2 separate regions of the Mus musculus genome follow, and region 2 is linked to region 1. Evidence: chromatin contacts called from public HiChIP or PLAC-seq data. All regions are on one chromosome and are shown on one strand. The core of a region is the stretch at or near the end of the contact, and the rest is flanking DNA. Distances in the headings are between cores, read along the strand shown. Region 1 has its middle 21 kb from the start of Gm41311. Region 2 overlaps Zfpm2 (zinc finger protein, multitype 2).

Region 1 (4,363 bases), core at 937-3,436:
CAAGCAATGTACAGTGCTGTGGCCATTATGTCCCCTATAGAAACAGGCGCTCAAACCAAGTTGTTCTCTCCGGGAGAAATCAAACCTTGCATCTGGGCTCTCCAGCCTCCAAAATTCACATCTCAGAAGGATGTGGGATTGTCAGCATGAGAAGGTGAAGCGGGCCAGGAATAATTTCCAGAGCTCTGCTTCCAGCTCCGTGATACCTTTCCACCTGGGTAAGCCATCTGAGCTGGGCACAATGACCCTGCCATCTGCTGTATCCCTCTGGGTAGCAGCCTGCCTTTTGCATACGCTTTTCGCTGGAGGAGATCTGTTGGCAGCTCTGGGGACCTTCTGAACTCACCTGAGAAGGCTCTGTGGACTCTGTAGAAGAGCATGTTTTAAGAACAAGATGAAAGGGGAAGGGAAATGAAATTAGAAAAGGAAAGTGCTTTCTGCTTTCCCTTGAGCAAGACCCTTTCTATTACCAACTGTCTTTCAGGAGGCAAATACAAAAAGTTGGATTCACAACACTGTTAAAACACAAGTAATGTGCAAGTGCTATAGTTAAAGAAAGTGCCACTCCCCTTCTCCCAGTGACAATGTTTAGGTCACTGTTAAGTCAGACCAAAGCTGAGAAATCAATACATAGGTATTTAATTGCCTCTATAAGAGAGCACATCGTTTGGAATACTGCTTAGTATAACACTTTATGTGTAAAATACATTTGTGTGCATGTGCATCCAACTTCACATATAGGCATACTCATATTTTATGTATGCACATATGCTTCTGTGTCTGTACAGTATGCCTACATGTCTAAATGTCAGTGCTTTGTGGCTATACATGTGAATGTGCATGCACATAGACATTTGTACTTATGTGCCTGTATAAGAATATGGATGTGAACAAGGGCAGGTGAACATGGGCTTTTTTTACTTAATAGTCATAAACAAGTTGTTATCCAAGGCCCAGGATTTTTCCTGACCACTGCACACATGGGAAGTACAAACATTCTATTGGCTTTAAAGGAGATATGTATCCCATATCTGATTTCTCTCTGGAACTCTGTTTACTTGAGAGTTCAAACTTTGTGCCTGTCATTCACAGATCCAAATTACCTTTCCAGTTGATCTCCTTCCCTCCCACATTCACCCTCCAAAGCACAGGGATTATTCACTCTCCTTGTGCACGCCACGCTTCTGTGACTTTCCTTCTTTTCCACCCTTTACCTACGTTACTTTTAATATGAGCGAAATGCTAGTGGCTTTAACAAATACATTTCAAAACGCCAATAGAAAAAAGTTTCTGTATTCTTTGTAGTCAGCAATCCTTTAGGTATCCTTGTCAGCAGGAAGAATGGGAAGTTAGGGCAGAGATTACCGCTTCTTTATGCCAAAGATCTCCTATCATTTTCATTCCATCCACTGTGAAAAACAGCAAGACGAACATGGGGGCTGGGAAATATTGTGTCTGGTAAGGCAACAAGTGAAGATAGCTCAGGGTCTAAAAGCGCTTACTGCCAAGCCTGACAACTGGAGCTCTGTCCCTGGAACCCAAGTGATAGAAGCTGTTCTCTGGCTTCCAAATGTACGCTGTGATATAAGCATCTGCGTGTGTATGGGCACACACACACACACACACACACACACACACACACACACACTTACATGCATGCACACACGCATGCAGCTACTCCTTTGTTGGCCACCATAGTTTCTTTAGTGGAATAAGCCTGGAGTGAGAAACTAGGCTGTTCCAACATAGAACCAAAGGCACAAAGTGGCTACTGATCATCTCTCCCGCTGCAAGCTCTGTGTGGGTACATTGCACTTATTTTTTAACAAGTATCAAGCAGAGAGCCCAGCGTAGGGGAAGAGGGTATGCACCTTCTCTATTTGTTGAATAATAAACTGGTGAATTAATAAACCAACCAAACTGATTGGCTGAGGAAGTGATCACTTGTCTCTAGATAGTATAAAACATGTTTTTCTCTCTTTTCCTGTCTTAACTGATGTGAGATCTTCCGTTTGTCCTATTGCTGAGCAGACAGAATGATCATTTTGGTTTAGTGGTTTGTAATGTTGGCTTATGTGCACTGGGAAGTTCCCCAAACTTTTCTGAGCATTCCAATTCTCTTTGTCTTCTAAGGATGTGGGGACAGTTTCCTGCTTCCTCCCACCCCCTTGACTTCATGACTCACACAATCTATATTTATTCGTCATCCACAAGGAATCTAACAGGCACTTAGGATTTCAGGGATGGCAACAGTTCATGAAACACCCCAGAGAATGACAGGTTTATTAAACTAATGCCTCAACTGTACTTTCAGAATGATATGGGCTGAGAGAGTTCTTTCCTAGTAACCTCCACAGCAGGCAGCTTCAAGCTCACAGAGTGCTTACATGCCTATGATCTCATTTGGCTTTCTCACTAACCCATTTGGTGATGGAAACTTAGGAATTTATCAGCTCATCTAGGATCAGAAAATCATGAACACTGTTTTGCAGTTGGTCCCTCTGAGTGAGCCCATTATCATATTTGTCTTTACTGTAAACTGTGATTATGATTCTGCTGGGACTTGAATGATTATTCCTCTATCACCCTTTTTGTTTCCTTTTTCTTTTTCTTTTGCCTGTGGTGAAACTCATGCAGAGGGATTCAACTGCTACAAGAATTCTTTATTAGACATCTATGAAGCATATTTTATATTCTGCTCTAAGTGGCAGGGCACCACACTCTAAGCAGCACAGTCATGATCCTTGTCCCCTTTGGGCTCATTGTCCCATGGAAGATAATGGATGGGATTCAGAAAACAAAAATCCAGATTCTGCTTTTATTGTTGTAAGGTGGCAGCAGCATACCCCATTCCAATGGAAAAGGAGCCTATAGGAAGTCATCTATCTGGGATTTTTGACCATGGGACAAGACCTAGAATCTATGGTACTATCATTTCAACTGTTAAACAATTTGTTTCAAAGTTTTTGTACATTGGAAAAGGTGTGATGGTACTGATGGCAGTGTTGGTGGGCAGGCATTTACCCTACAAGGCCAATGTATTTTAGAAGCTACATTCACAACTCAAATTCAGATAGAAGATCCTGTTCATAGAAGAAATGAGCCATCAGCTCTGGGAGCATATAATGAAAGCATTTATTTTATTTTTTTCCATTTTTTATTAGGTATTTAGCTCATTTACATTTCCAATGCTATACCAAAAGTCCCCCATACCCACCCACACCCACTCCCCTACCCACCCACTCCCCCTTTTTGGCCTTGGCGTTCCTCTGTACTGGGGCATATAAAGTTTGCGTGTCCAATGGGCCTCTCTTTCCAGTGATGGCCAACTAGGCCATCTTTTGATACATATGCAGCTAGAGTCAAGAGCTCCGGGGTACTGGTTAGTTCATAATGTTGTTCCACTTATAGGGTTGCAGATCCTTTTAGCTCCTTGGGTACTTTCTAAGCATTTATTTACTAATTAATGGAAGTTCTATTTAAAGTATTTTACAGATATTAACTTACTTTATCCTTTCAACAATTCTGTGTGGTAATTGCTATTACTGAGTACATTTTATGGAAAGAATCCAAAGCACATAAAGGCTAGGCAGTTTCCTCAAAGACCTCTGGCTCTGGGTGTGTACTAACCCTTGCATTGTTTGGAAGATGACTCAAGTGATTCTGAAATATTGGGCAGTCCTGTGACAAAGTGTTATGCAAAGTATTCCTTAGTATGTTGCACCTGCTGAATGGAGGAGATTGGGGGCTCTTCCTTACAGGTTTGCTTTAAACAGTACATGAAATCATGCCTCATGTACTGCATAGCACTCCTAATGAGAACATCACCTAATGAGGTTCAGTGCCACATGATTGTATACGTAAAGATGTAGTACACGTGGTTGCTATAGGCACTCAATAAATTGAACTGTTATTAATGTAGAGATCATGATTAGCAATAAGTTGAGACTTGGTGGTGAGTTAATCAAGCAAAATAAAGAGGCGGCAAAGAGTGCTCTGAAGGAGGGCGCTTTGAAGGCAGGAAGGCAAAGTAAAGCATGATATATCTACTTTGTGCTGCATGCTTCTGTCTTGATTTAGGGTCTCATTCTGTTAGATCAGACCGAACCAAAACTTAAAATGAAGAACAGGGTAGTCTCAAATTAGTGCTGATCCTCTTGCCTCAGACTTCATCTGGGTGCTGGGATTATAGAAATGCGTAACTACACCAAGCATATTATTACATCTAAATATCTCAGATAAAGGTTGTGACATTCTGTAGCTTATCATTTCTTTTCCCAGGAAATCTGATGTTATCACCTCTGCTACTAGGTTGTATGATGCCTGATGGTAAAGCCAGGGCAATTCTTAGATCTAGAATTTC
Region 2 (4,363 bases), core at 1,321-3,820, 610 kb after region 1:
CTTCTGTTATTTATATCTTAATTAATTTTCTAGCTTCCAATGTTTTGTCCACTTTCACTGTCTGCTTTTCTCATCCATTTGTTTTTACCATTTTCTCTTGTCTCAGTGTATTGTCAGTTTAGCAAATGCATATATTCTATCTGTCATTCTACCAAAAATTTCTCCCTGCTGCTTTTCTCATTCGTGCTCTTGGGAAACGCTACATCTGAATGTCTCTCAGTTTCATGTCTCTTCTCCTGACTAGTCATTTTTCCAACTCCACTGGGATGAGCTTCTCATCATTCTGCAGTCAAGTTGTTGCCAGTTTTTCTAGTTTGATCTAGTTTGATTTAATCATCTTTCTCTCCGCCCAGTGACAAGTACCTCCACCATTATCCATTCAATAACAAAATGGCACTTAGAGCCTTCCTTCATTAGTTTCTTACTGTATTATCTCATTTATATGCTTTAGAATCATTTCTTCTTTATACTCTAGTTACATCATTTTCCCCTTCCCTTTCCTTCCTCCAAATCTATTCATGTTTTGTTCCATTTACGTTGGTTTATTCCAAACTGTTAAATATATTTCTTTTACCTTCATGTAACACTTCTATAGACTCCAATCATGTCCATGTCTTTAAAATACCTCATTGCTTGCTACACTGTCTTGTACATCATATTTTCTTTGCCTGCAAAGAAAATTCTGATCCTTTTACTTAAGCTGACAACTACTGCTCAAGGTAGGTAATAATTACAACCTTGCAATGAATCCATAGTCCAAGCAAGTTTAGAGTACCCCAGATATAATGACTCTATTTTTCACCTCTACATATCCATAAATACCATATAATATATGCTCATTAAAATTGAACTATTATTTAAGGTATTTATGATTAATCTTCAAAAATAACTTCTAGTAGGACTTGATATAGCATCAATAGTTAGTAATGTGGAAATCATTTGAATATGCAGCATGCACATTGTCATTTCTTCCATGTCTAGAAAATGTTCATTAGGGAAGTTTTTGAAGTTCTAGGAAAACTACATACATAACATACATTGTGATATGTCAGGCAATACATGTATACCTGAAAGAATATGGAAAATAAACAGGATCTGTGTATATTTTTAAAAATTCTGTCTTATTGTGGGGCTTTGTTTTAAATCTTAGCCTAGCAACTCTGACAAGACATTTATTCTCTTATACAAAATTCTTTCTGGATCCTGTTTACTGCCAAAGTTGACTATGACTTTTGATTTTTGTTCTCATGGGAAAAAAAAGCCTGCCAGCAATCAAGTCTGTGCTCTGATACCCACATCAAAGGCTTTTTCTGTTACTGTTGGTATATAACTCAATCCTATTTTAGAAGTCCTTTTAAACTCAAAAGGTCACCTTATATGTCATGACATGCATTAGTAGCTTGGTGAAGATATATTCTCATTTTCTGAGGTCTTTGTAACAGTCAGACAACATTGGGTCAACCATGATAGCATTTTGTGATGTAGCAAGCATGAATATCCTAACCAAGGGAATGGGCCAAGGATCCAAATGCCATATATGAGCAGATAGAGCCTATCTATTTATATGGTTCTGTGTATTTCTCATTGAAATTAATTTAGAATAAATGATCCTAACCCCATTTTTAGTTTTGAAAACCTAGTATTTGCCATCATTATCTGATATTCATTGTCAATAAAGATTTTCAAGACTGATGTACCCTTCATATCATCCTTCAAGGAATGGAAATTTTAGTATTACTTTCATAGACTCTTATTAAGTATATGTAATGAGGAGTATATGTAAAACTCTTAACAAATTATCATAGTTTGCTTCTCCAATCCCCCTCAAAGATGAATAATTTTCTCATAAAATATAAATGATATTGGAGATTTACAATGTCAGAATTAGGGTTTTTTTTTTTTTTTTTTTTGCATGTGAGGCCTTCTGTATAGCTCCTGCTATGATGCTATTTTCTTTCTTTTTTTATTTAGGGCATAGGGAGAGGAGTTGAAGGAGTAGTGGAGAAAGAAATATAGGGAGACAGAGGAGAGAGAGACAGAAGAGAGAGAGAGAGAGAGAGAGAGAGAGAGAGAGAGAGGAAGAGGAAGAGGAAGAGGAAGAGGAAGAGGAGGAAGAAGAGAGGTGTAGAGGCCAGCCATGAACACGTGTAGAGAGAGGTGAGAGGGGAATGGTGAAAGAAGGAACAGAGGGCAGAAAATGGGTAAGAGAGCAAGAGCCAATGATGCTGTTTTATTATCTTTCCATTTTGGTTTTATTACTTCTTATTAGTTGGTTGAGAGTTTCATATGTGAGTATAATACATTTTAGTCAACTCTGTCCCTGTCATTTATTCCTTTCTCTTTGACTTCTACCACACATCACACTATTCCCTCCTCCAACTTTATGTGCAATTTTTTAAATCAACTATGCCCACTTAATGCTGTCAATATGCATCTGTGCAGAACCATTCACTGGAGCACAGGCATTATCCAGAGCCAAATCCTGGCTCTCCCTCCTCCAGAAGCCAACACTGGTGGCCAATAGCTCTTTAGCTAAGGCTGGGACTTTATGAGCTCCTCAGCACCCACACTGGGCTTGTCTGGGCTGACCTGGTGCATAGCTTGTGCATGAAGTCACAGCTTCCCGCTGTCCACGAATGTAACATTCCTGCCATGCTTGTAAAACATGGTTTGGAAAAAGTCATCACTACTTTCAACTATGATCCCAGAGCCTTGAGGACAGGGTGTGTGACACTGATATCCCATTTAAAGCTAACTACTTTACAGTGCCCTATTCCCTGTAAGCTGTTCAGTTGGGAATATATTTTAATCACCATCTCCTGCAAAAGAAATATCTCTAATGAGTGTTGAGAGCTACACTAATCTATAGCTATAAAAATAAATATTTAGAGGGCAATATAATACAGTGTCCATTTTAAAAAGTAATAACAGTGGGTTCTCCCTAGGGCCTATCACCCAGCCAATCACAGTTTGTAGGCACAGTTAATGGTACCAGACATGAGTTTCTTCTCATGAAGAGCTAATCTAATCGAAAATAGGTTATTCCAAAATTATTCATGTCAATATTGCACTAATGGACATATTTTTCCAGTGTAATCATTACTGTAGCACACAGGGTTCACAGACTGTCAATGTATTTTGATTGTTGGTGTGCTTTCTCTGGCAATAACTTGTATAGCACCTTCTACCACTATAAAAGCTACACAGAAGGGGTAAAGCTCCCAATAATTATCATGATTTCTCCATGATAATGATCAGTATATGATGAAGCATGGGGTGTCTTCAGCAATAGCTCTTATCAATATTTCTGGAATGCAATCAATACTGACAGCAGTAGCTTGTATTGCTTTGGGGGCATATGAGACCCCACTCTTAGAACTGTGGTTTTAGTTTAATGATGTGTGGGCTTTTATCCCTTCTTATAGGTTAGCTGAATTTAAACTCTTTTTATACATGCATATTTAAAGTATCGATATCTAGATTAAATTGTAGTTGTTGATTTTGTGGTGTTTTTTATTTTTTTAATTATTTTTATTTTAGAAAATCTTTACCTTATAGCGTTGATCTTTGATAATGATATAGAAAAAACAAGTACCAACTCTCTGCACAGATAACTTTTCATTTTTGTGTGTACACGTTGTGTATGCTTGTATGCATGTGTGTATATAATGTATGTATGTGAATCTGTACATGCACACATTGATGTCTAGCGTTTTTCTTGAGACAAGATCACCCACTGAACTCAACATGCATTAATCAACTAGACTAGCTGGCCCGAGAACACCGGTGATCCATCTGTCTCTTCTCTCTAGAGCTCTGTCCTTCCATATCTGGCTACTTTTTATATGGCTGCTGGAGATCTGAAATCACTTCCTCAATTTTGTAAGACAAGCCCATTTTACCCACTGAGCAAACTCGGTAGCACATAACTTTCTGATTTATTCATGGATTGGTTTTAACTTTTTTTTTCATGCTAGAGGGAAATTAACCCAGAACTATTGATACAGAAGACTAATGTTCTAACAGTCAATAAACTTTACCTCAGCTCCACAGTACTGGCTGCACTTTTTAAGGTAACTATCTCAAGATCTATTTTGACAGTCATTTTTACACACATACAAAAATGAAGCAAGATGATTTTTAAAAAAAATAACTGCTACAAGGTATTTGAGATCTCCTGTGCTTCAACTGAGTTGACACTACTTGCCAGATAGAGAGTCTGTTAACTATTCCCACTGTGCTCAAGTTACAAGTTACTTAGTTGATACTAGTTTATAGTTTGTACTTCTTCATTTTCTTAGTCAGCCAACCAGTAGTATGCTATAAACTCACTGGGACCATGATACCTCAGGCCTCCCTCAGT

The links. HiChIP or PLAC-seq counts read pairs in DNA pulled down with a chosen protein or histone mark.
Region 2: an H3K27ac HiChIP or PLAC-seq map of embryonic fibroblasts shows a contact between it and region 1, with 7 times the contacts expected there. The contact joins two enhancer-like sites. A contact is called at or near these places in 1 of 39 promoter capture datasets (liver) and 2 of 115 datasets of contacts at active chromatin or transcription factors (embryonic fibroblasts and fibro-adipogenic progenitors).

The regions. Positions count from the first base shown.
Region 1 is chr15:40,362,160-40,366,522 of GRCm38.p6, forward strand. No RefSeq gene overlaps it. Among named protein-coding and RNA genes, the nearest start is that of Gm41311, 21 kb to the left of the region's middle. Within about 2 kb of position 2,187, at least 57 of the 459 cell types and tissues checked have an H3K27ac peak or open chromatin away from gene starts, as enhancers often do. A contact at or near this core is called in embryonic fibroblasts, where this site is marked.
Region 2 is chr15:40,967,416-40,971,778 of GRCm38.p6, forward strand. All of the region lies in intron 5 of Zfpm2 (zinc finger protein, multitype 2), which reads left to right. Among named protein-coding and RNA genes, the nearest start is that of Gm46502, 200 kb to the right of the region's middle. Within about 2 kb of position 2,571, at least 27 of the 459 cell types and tissues checked have an H3K27ac peak or open chromatin away from gene starts, as enhancers often do. A contact at or near this core is called in embryonic fibroblasts, where this site is marked.